2 separate regions of the Macaca mulatta genome follow, and region 2 is linked to region 1. The links are chromatin contacts, called in public Hi-C maps. All regions are on one chromosome and are shown on one strand. Each heading gives the region's core, a stretch centred on a gene start, on an enhancer-like site or on the middle of the called end of the contact. The rest is flanking DNA. Distances are from core to core; before and after follow the strand shown. Region 1 holds the start of KDM6B (lysine demethylase 6B). Region 2 holds the start of PER1 (period circadian regulator 1).

Region 1 (3,735 bases), core at 706-3,205:
TGACACCACATAGTCTTCTCATATCTGCTTCAGGGGCTCAAAATAAAGATTTGGGCTGGGCGCGGTGGCTCACGCCTGCAATCTCAGCACTTTGGGAGGCCGAGGCGGGTAGATCACCTGAGTTCCGGAGTTTGAGACCAGCCTGGTCAACATGGTGAAACCCCGTCTCTACTAAAAAATACAAAAATTAGCCAGGCGTGGTGGTGGGCGCCTGTAATCCCAGCTACTTGGGAGGCTGAGGCAGGAGAATCACTTGAACTCGGGAGGCGGAGGTTGCAATGAGCCAAGATTGCACCACTGCACTCCAGCCTGGGTGACAAGAGTGAAACTCTGTCTCAAAATAAATAATATGGATTCGAATCCATGGCTAAATGAATGAATACACACGCACTCCTTCCCCAGGCATACCCCTCACAAAAGCCATTGGCTGCTTGGACCCGGGACTTGGCCATGCGTGTGGAGCAGTTTGAGCTGTGGGCCAGCCGGGCCCGGCCTCCTGTGATCTTCTGGTTGTCTGGTTTCACCTTTCCCACTGGCTTCCTCACTGCTGTGCTGCAGTCTTCAGCTCGCCAAAACAATGTGAGCAATATACAAAGTGTGAGGGGGATGTTGCTGGGGCCATGTATGTGTTCTCCTCTTCGGGGTCCTCCCTTAATCTCACCTTCAACCCCCAGGTTTCAGTGGACAGCCTCTCCTGGGAGTTTATCGTTTCCACTGTGGATGACAGCAACCTAGTGTATCCCCCTAAGGTGGGAGCCAGTTGTGCTTGATGCTCTGAGCAAAAATGGGAAATAATTGGACAAGAAGGGAGGAGAGAGGGAGTAGGCCAGGGGCGCCGGCAACTGAAGTCTAGCTTCTCCCAGACCTGCTCCCATTTCTCCCCAGGATGGTGTCTGGGTCCGGGGCCTGTACCTGGAAGGTGCTGGCTGGGACCGGAAGAACTCCTGCTTGGTGGAGGCAGAGCCCATGCAGCTTGTCTGCCTCATGCCCACGATCCACTTCCGGCCTGCAGAGAGCCGCAAGAAGAGCGCCAAGGGTGGGACAGCTCCCCAGGCAGGACCTGCCTGCCCAGTCCCTAGTTTGGAACCTAACCCATTCTCTACTCCAGCCCATCCCACACCCGCGCCTGCCCTGCTCTCCCGGAGGCTCCAAGGATCTGACTCCTCCTCTCCTTTCCCCCAGGCATGTACTCCTGCCCCTGCTATTACTATCCCAACCGGGCAGGCAGCTCAGACCGAGCCTCCTTTGTCATCGGCATTGACCTGCGATCTGGGGCCATGACATCTGATCATTGGATCAAGAGGGGTACTGCTCTACTCATGAGCCTGGACAGCTGAGACCTCCTCCCCTTCTCCGCTTGAGAGAGGGTGGGGGACTCCAGGAGCTCAGACAGATGTTGCACCTAGGACTGAGGCGGGACCTCACTCAGACTTTGACCTTGGCCGAATTTGTGTGATGTGGCCCTGGAAATACCTAGCCGTGTTAGCCATAAAAGTGCAAGTTGTATTGAAGCTCAGTGCTGTAAAACACCCGCGACAACAAGCCTTAAGTCTCTCAATGCAATGGTGAGGGTCTGGGGAGGGAGGAAGCCCGAGCCTCACAGAGGACAGAGCTACTGGGGAGGTGCTACTGGACGAGGAAAGAAATAAGGGAGGTGGGGCGGCCTGGAGAGGAACGGAGGCGTGGCTCTGAACGAATGGGCAGGGCGGAGCCGCCAGAAGAGGCTGTGGCTTAAGTCTCTGGGCAGGACATCAGTGGGCGGGGCGGGGCTTACCTTAGAAGGGCGCGTGATCCAAATGGGGTAGGGATTTGTCAGGCAGGGATCAGGGCTGAACCCCGTACACTGCACCCTGAACCCCCCACCCCGCACCCGGCATCCTAGTCGGCACCCGCCCTGAGGCTAGCGGGACCGGCAGAAGACGGGGCGGAGCCGGAGAAGGGGACTTGAGCGCGAGGAGGGGCGGGACCACGAGAAGGGGGCGGGGCTGGGGAGTGGGGGTGCGGGTGTTTGTGTTGGAAAATCCAACTGCGCCACTGGGCGGAGCGGCCCCCCCAGCCCCGGCCTGGGAGAAGGGGGGGCCGCTCGACCCCCTGGGATACCTTGGGGAGCCTGAACACCTGGGACCCCCCCCCAGAACCAGGTAACGGGGAGCCGCGAGGACGTCTGGAAAGAGGGAAACCTTCCCCGTGCAGCGGGGCAGGACGCCTGAGTCTCTGGAGGGGTAGAGCTGGGGATGGACGTTGGGGTCTTGGGAAGGGCACTGGGAAGAAGACTGGGGCGAAGGTTATGGGTCCCCTAGAAGAGAGTACGGCGGGGAAGGAGGAAGAACTGGGAGGCAGATGTCGCAGGTTCCAGATGTCCAGAGGGGCCTGAAAGGACTCCCCGTTCCCCTTGGGCTGGGATTCCCCTTCCCGACTCCAGGGCGGGGCGGGGCGCGGCGGTCCTCACTGAAGGGCAGGACTAAAGGGCAGAGTTTGCAGACAGGCCAATGCCATGGCCCAGTAAGGTCAGATGGGTCAGACTTGGGTGTGTCCCGGTCCCAGGGCTACTTAAAGTCTCCCTCCAGTTCTCTGCGCGGGTAGGTGTAGAAGCCGCAGCCTGACCTTCCCACCAGCGGCCCCGAGAGCCTCCCAGCGGCAGCCTTCGCCTCTATCCCATTCCCCCCACTGCGCCTCCCCTTCACTCTGTCTCCCCCCGCTAGCCTCCTCATCCCTAGTTCTGCTCCCACTCTGCCGTTCCCGAGCCCTCGCGCGCCCCGCACGGCTTCTCAGTGCGGAACCTTCCCAACGTAGCCACAAGATGGCGAGGGCGAGACGCGCACCCAGGGCAGCTGGGAGTGCGGGTGGGGGATGTGACCGTGAAAGTAGTGAAGCCCCCCGCCCCGGTCCGAGGGAAAGGTGGGCTGAGGCCCCCACTTGACTTCCTGTCATCTGGGCCCCCTCACAGGAAATTGTGGGCAGGAGGTCGCAGCGCAGAAGATGGGGAGGAGGCTGGGGACTCTCTCAATCTCCACCTCTCCGGGCAGGGGTAAATAGTGGGGAGGGGAGCATGCGGGGCGGTTGCTAAGCGACGTAGATTCGTTTCCTGTTTGCTGCAGCTTATGTTATGACACTGAGGGGGGAGGTTAGAGACAGCGGAGGGCCAGAAGACTGTAGGGAAGATCGAGGGCAGGACGCCTGGTTCCCTGGACAGGAAGAGCCCTGGGAGGAAAGCGGGGAGGCAGCGAGCTGCGCCGCGACCGAAGGGGACTCGGCGATTGTCCGGAGGTGGGAGGGACCGAGGCGCAGCGTTCACCTCGGCTCCCCTTCCCTCACCGGGGTTGCTTGCCTTGTTGCCAGAGTAACTGGTGGGCGAGAATTGGGAGCCGGATTCCCGAGCTCTCCCGTCCGCCCAATCCGCTCCAGAGGTCGGCCCTGACGTCAGGGCCCTAGCAGCCAATGCGGAAGGGGCATGATAGCTACAGGAAAGGGAGAGGGGAGGGGCAGCGGCGGAGGCTGGGAGGCAGCAGCTGCCCGGGACCCGCACGTGCACTCCCACACGCTCGCGCCCACCCCCCGCCCTGCACCGCACGCGCCCGAGCACCCCCTTGCGCCTGCGCGGCGAGCCGGGCGCCCCCCTCCCCTGTGTGGCGTCCGTGTAAAGCCGCCGAGGCTGCGCTCCTCAGCCCTTGGGGACCCACATGTCTCGGTCGGTCTGCACCGTTTCACGGGTCGCGACCATAATGCCCAACCTGG
Region 2 (3,735 bases), core at 463-2,962, 340 kb after region 1:
AACTGTACACATCTGCTGGCCTGGTACCAAAGACCCAGGGCGGAGAAGTTGGAGGCCCAGACTCTGGGAGAAAACACGCACCTTTTTCTCCCTTCCAGAAGCCCTCCTTCAGAGCCTGAATCTCTTGTTATTATGGCAGTGGGGGTGGGCGCGGGAGGCGGGGAGGACAGGGAGGAGAAGGGGCCTAGGATGAGAAAATCAAACTGGGACAGAGCAAGTGGCCCAATCTGGGGCCTGGATCCTGGGAGAGGGCTAGAAGGGAGGAATGAGGGAATTTGGACTGCTGCCTGAAGACCAGAAGAGCCAGGAAGAGAGAAATGGGACGCCATCAAAACTTGCAGAAAAACTTGAGAATGTGAGACTAGTCCCCAGCCACAGCAGGCACATAAATCTCTCACCATGACCCAGGCATTATGATAAGCACTTTACATTATTTCATCCCCAGAACAACCCCGTGAGATAGGTATTATTACCCCCATTCTCGGGGGGATAACTAAGGCACAGAAGTTACTAAACTTGTCCAGTGCCTCATAACATGGTCTCAAGCTCTTAACAAATGGAGCCCAGGATTCAAAAATCTGAACTCTAATAATGGCTTGTCATTCTGGTTTCTTACCCTTCAGGAACCTGTGAGGTGTTAACCAACCTGTAAGCTGCATTCCAGCACTGGCAAACCTGGCCTCTCAAATACCCAGCCAATTCTAAGTTTGGTGCCAGGAACACAGACTGCATCCAACCCCTTTCTCTGCCTTAGGCCTGATCCCAAGACACTGTTTGCACTCCCCACACACTTAACATCATAGCCCATTTTCCCAGGCTCACAAAGTGCTTGAGACCACCCTAGCAGCTACCAGCCCCAATGATTTCCTACGAAGCCCACTTTCTCACTTTTCTACCTTATGTCAGGCCAACTTTACCAGACGCCTGGCCTGGTTGTTTGTACAGACAGATATCAAAACACCTTGTTGGTGCCTCCCCACCTCCAGCGGCTCAGAAGGACGTGCACAGCCAATCTGCACAAATCCCAACCCCATCACTCGTCTCAGAACTCAATAGTTGCTACCCCACATCTATTCTCAAGGACGACTCTGAGGCCTAAACCCTTCCGTTTAACATGAGAAAGACACCCGGAGCCGTAATGTGACTGGCTCTGGGTCTCACAAATTATCACACCATCCTTTCTCATATCAGCATGCCAACCCTTTGGTACCCTCCGATTTGCCTTACCAGGGCATCCCTCCCGTCTTCGAACCTCTGCCTCTTTCAAGTGTTTAAGGCGACCACCCAAACAGCAGCCACTAAAACATTCTCCATCAGCTCTCAAGGGTCCCGTTCCGGTACCTCCCTGGGAGCAGGGGCTCCTTCAGTCCCGACCTGAAAGGGAGCTCCCTCAGGTCGCAGAAGGCTTCCGAGCCCTTCCCCCCGGGCAGTCAAGTGTCCAGGGACTCTAGGGGGGCGAGGGATCTGATGTCACTAACTCCCACCCCGTCCCTCTAGACCTGAGTTCGTGGTCCCTACTCTCCACAACCATCAGAGCTCCCACCGGAGCTATCACGTATTGGCATGATCCCACACACACACTCTATTTAACACCTTCCCAAACGGCCACACCACCCCGGAAAAGTCCACATCGACCGCCCCGCATCTCTTCCCCATCCCCGGGCACTCACCGCTCGGCGCGCACGCACACTCCAAATTTCTTCTAGGACTTCTAGCATTACGCTGGCTCCTCCAAACCCGCCCACGGGCCGCGCTGCCACGCCCCCCACGCTTATTGGCTTAGGGGCGCCGACCCATGCCCCGTGCCGCGTGCAGCCGTCGGCCCCCGCACAGCCTCCATTGGCGCCTCCGGCCGCCATCGTCTTCTCATTGGTCAGCAGGCCGACGGGGGCGGGAGAGATACACGTGCGAGAGGGGCCGCCCCAACACGGCGATTGGAAGCCTGACCGGAAGCCACGCCCTCCACACTTCTGAGGTTCTTATTGGCTGAGGAAATAACCCCCGACCTGCCAAGATTGGTGACGTCAGTGCCAGTCCTGCTCTCCAAGCTTTCTCATAGGCTGAGAGGTCTAGGAGCTGTAGGGTACACGTGCCGGCGGTCTCACGCGGCAGCTTGTTTACCCAGAGGCTGGGGATTTTCCTTGACGACACTCTTAACCACGGCTGCTAAATCTGCGCAGGCGCAGCGAGCGTGACCTGCACGCAGGCGCAGACGTGAGCGGTGGCACAGTATAAGGCTCACTTTGTACGGAGACCCGGGCATGACGAGGGGGCCTCTGGCGCTGGGGTTCCAGCCCTGGGTCCCCAAGGCTCCCCGAAGCTGGAAGGTCAGAGCATTAGGGTGAAGCGGTCTTCAGATCTCAGCACAGTGTGTTGGTGACCATGAAGATGAGAGAGCCCCTTCCTGATTGTTTTCTGCGGGCCAGGCCAGGCGCTTCTCCCAAACTCTGAGGCCAGCTCTCACTCCCTGCGCCTCACAAATGAGACTGAGATCCAGTGAGGTTACATAATCTGTTTGCCTGTAACACGCTAGTCAGTAACAAGGCTAAAACTTGAACCCAAATTCAAGTTTTAACTTCTAGGGCCCATGGGAACTCTTAAACCTGGAAGGGATTTAAGTTGGAAGTGCGAAATCCTGAGCACTGCCTGGCATATAGTAAGACTTCAATCAAGTTGGACATTCGGGTAATGATTGTGTACCTAAGAATCACGGTGGCTCACGCCTGTAACCCCAACACTTTGGCAGGCTGAGGTGGGTGGATCACTTGAGGTCAGGAGTTCGAGACCAACCTGGCCAACATGGTAAAACTGTCTCTACTAAAAAAAAAAAAAAAAAAAAACCACGAAAATTAGCCGGGCATGGTGGTAGGTAGCTGTAATCTCAGCTACTCAGGAGGCTGAGGCAAGAGAATTGCTTAAACCCAGGAGGCAGAGGTTGCAGTGAGCCAAGATTGCACCACTGTACTCCAGCCTGGATAACAGAGCGGGACTCTCATAACAAACAAACGAAAAAAGGCCGGACGCGGTGGCGATTCTCCTGCCTCGGCCTTCCAAGTAGCTGGGATTACAGGTGCATGCCAGCACGCCTAATTTTTTGTATTTTTAGTAGAGATGAGATTTCACCATGTTGGCAAGGCTGGTCTCAAACTCCTGACCTCAAGTGATCTGCCTGCCTTAGCCTCCCAAAGTGGTAGGATTACAGGCGTGAGCCACCGCGTCCTACCTAAAATATACTCCCATTTGTCCAACATCGTGTTAAGTGTTTTTTTTGGTTTTTTTTTTTTTTTTGAGACAGAGTCTTGTTCTGTCACCCAGGCTGGAGTGCAGTGGGGTGATGTTGGCTCACTGCAACCTCCACCTCTCAGGTTCAAGCAGTTCTCTGCCTCAACCTCCTGAGTAGCTGGGATTACAGGTGCCCGCCACCACGCCTGACTAATTTTTTGTGTGTATTTTTAGTAGAGACAAGGTTTCACTATGTTGGCCAGGCTGGTCTTGAACTCCTTACCTCGGCCTCCCAAATGGCTGGGATTACTGGCGTAAGCCACCGTGGCCGGCAACTCATTGTTGAAGCACCTGGGAAAAGGGATACTAAGATGCCACATCTGGGGCCTCCTGGACCTACAGGCTGTGGCAGTTCAGTGTGGGGTCTAAAGTCACGAGTCATAAAACAGAATACAGAGGTAGTAGGCCGTCTACCGGCAGCTCCACGACATACTCAGCTGTGTCTCTCTGAGC

What was found. Hi-C and Micro-C count contacts between places; a contact is called where the count stands out from the background.
Region 2: a contact with region 1 is called in a Hi-C map of liver, with 2.0 times the contacts expected there. The contact joins the promoter of PER1 here to the promoter of KDM6B in region 1. A contact is called at or near these places in 2 of 14 Hi-C or Micro-C datasets (fetal cortex germinal zone and liver).

Annotation. Positions count from the first base shown.
Region 1 is chr16:9,336,344-9,340,078 of T2T-MMU8v2.0, forward strand. KDM6B (lysine demethylase 6B) reads left to right here and starts at 1,956. Exons shown (of 23, transcript XM_077970219.1): 1 at 1,956-2,141. DNAH2 (dynein axonemal heavy chain 2) reads left to right here. Exons shown (of 85, transcript XM_077970202.1): 82 at 403-579; 83 at 675-749; 84 at 886-1,036; 85 at 1,183-1,534. The coding sequence ends at 1,337.
Region 2 is chr16:9,672,423-9,676,157 of T2T-MMU8v2.0, forward strand. It overlaps PER1 (period circadian regulator 1), which reads right to left and starts at 1,713. Exons shown (of 23, transcript XR_013406060.1): 1 at 1,671-1,713.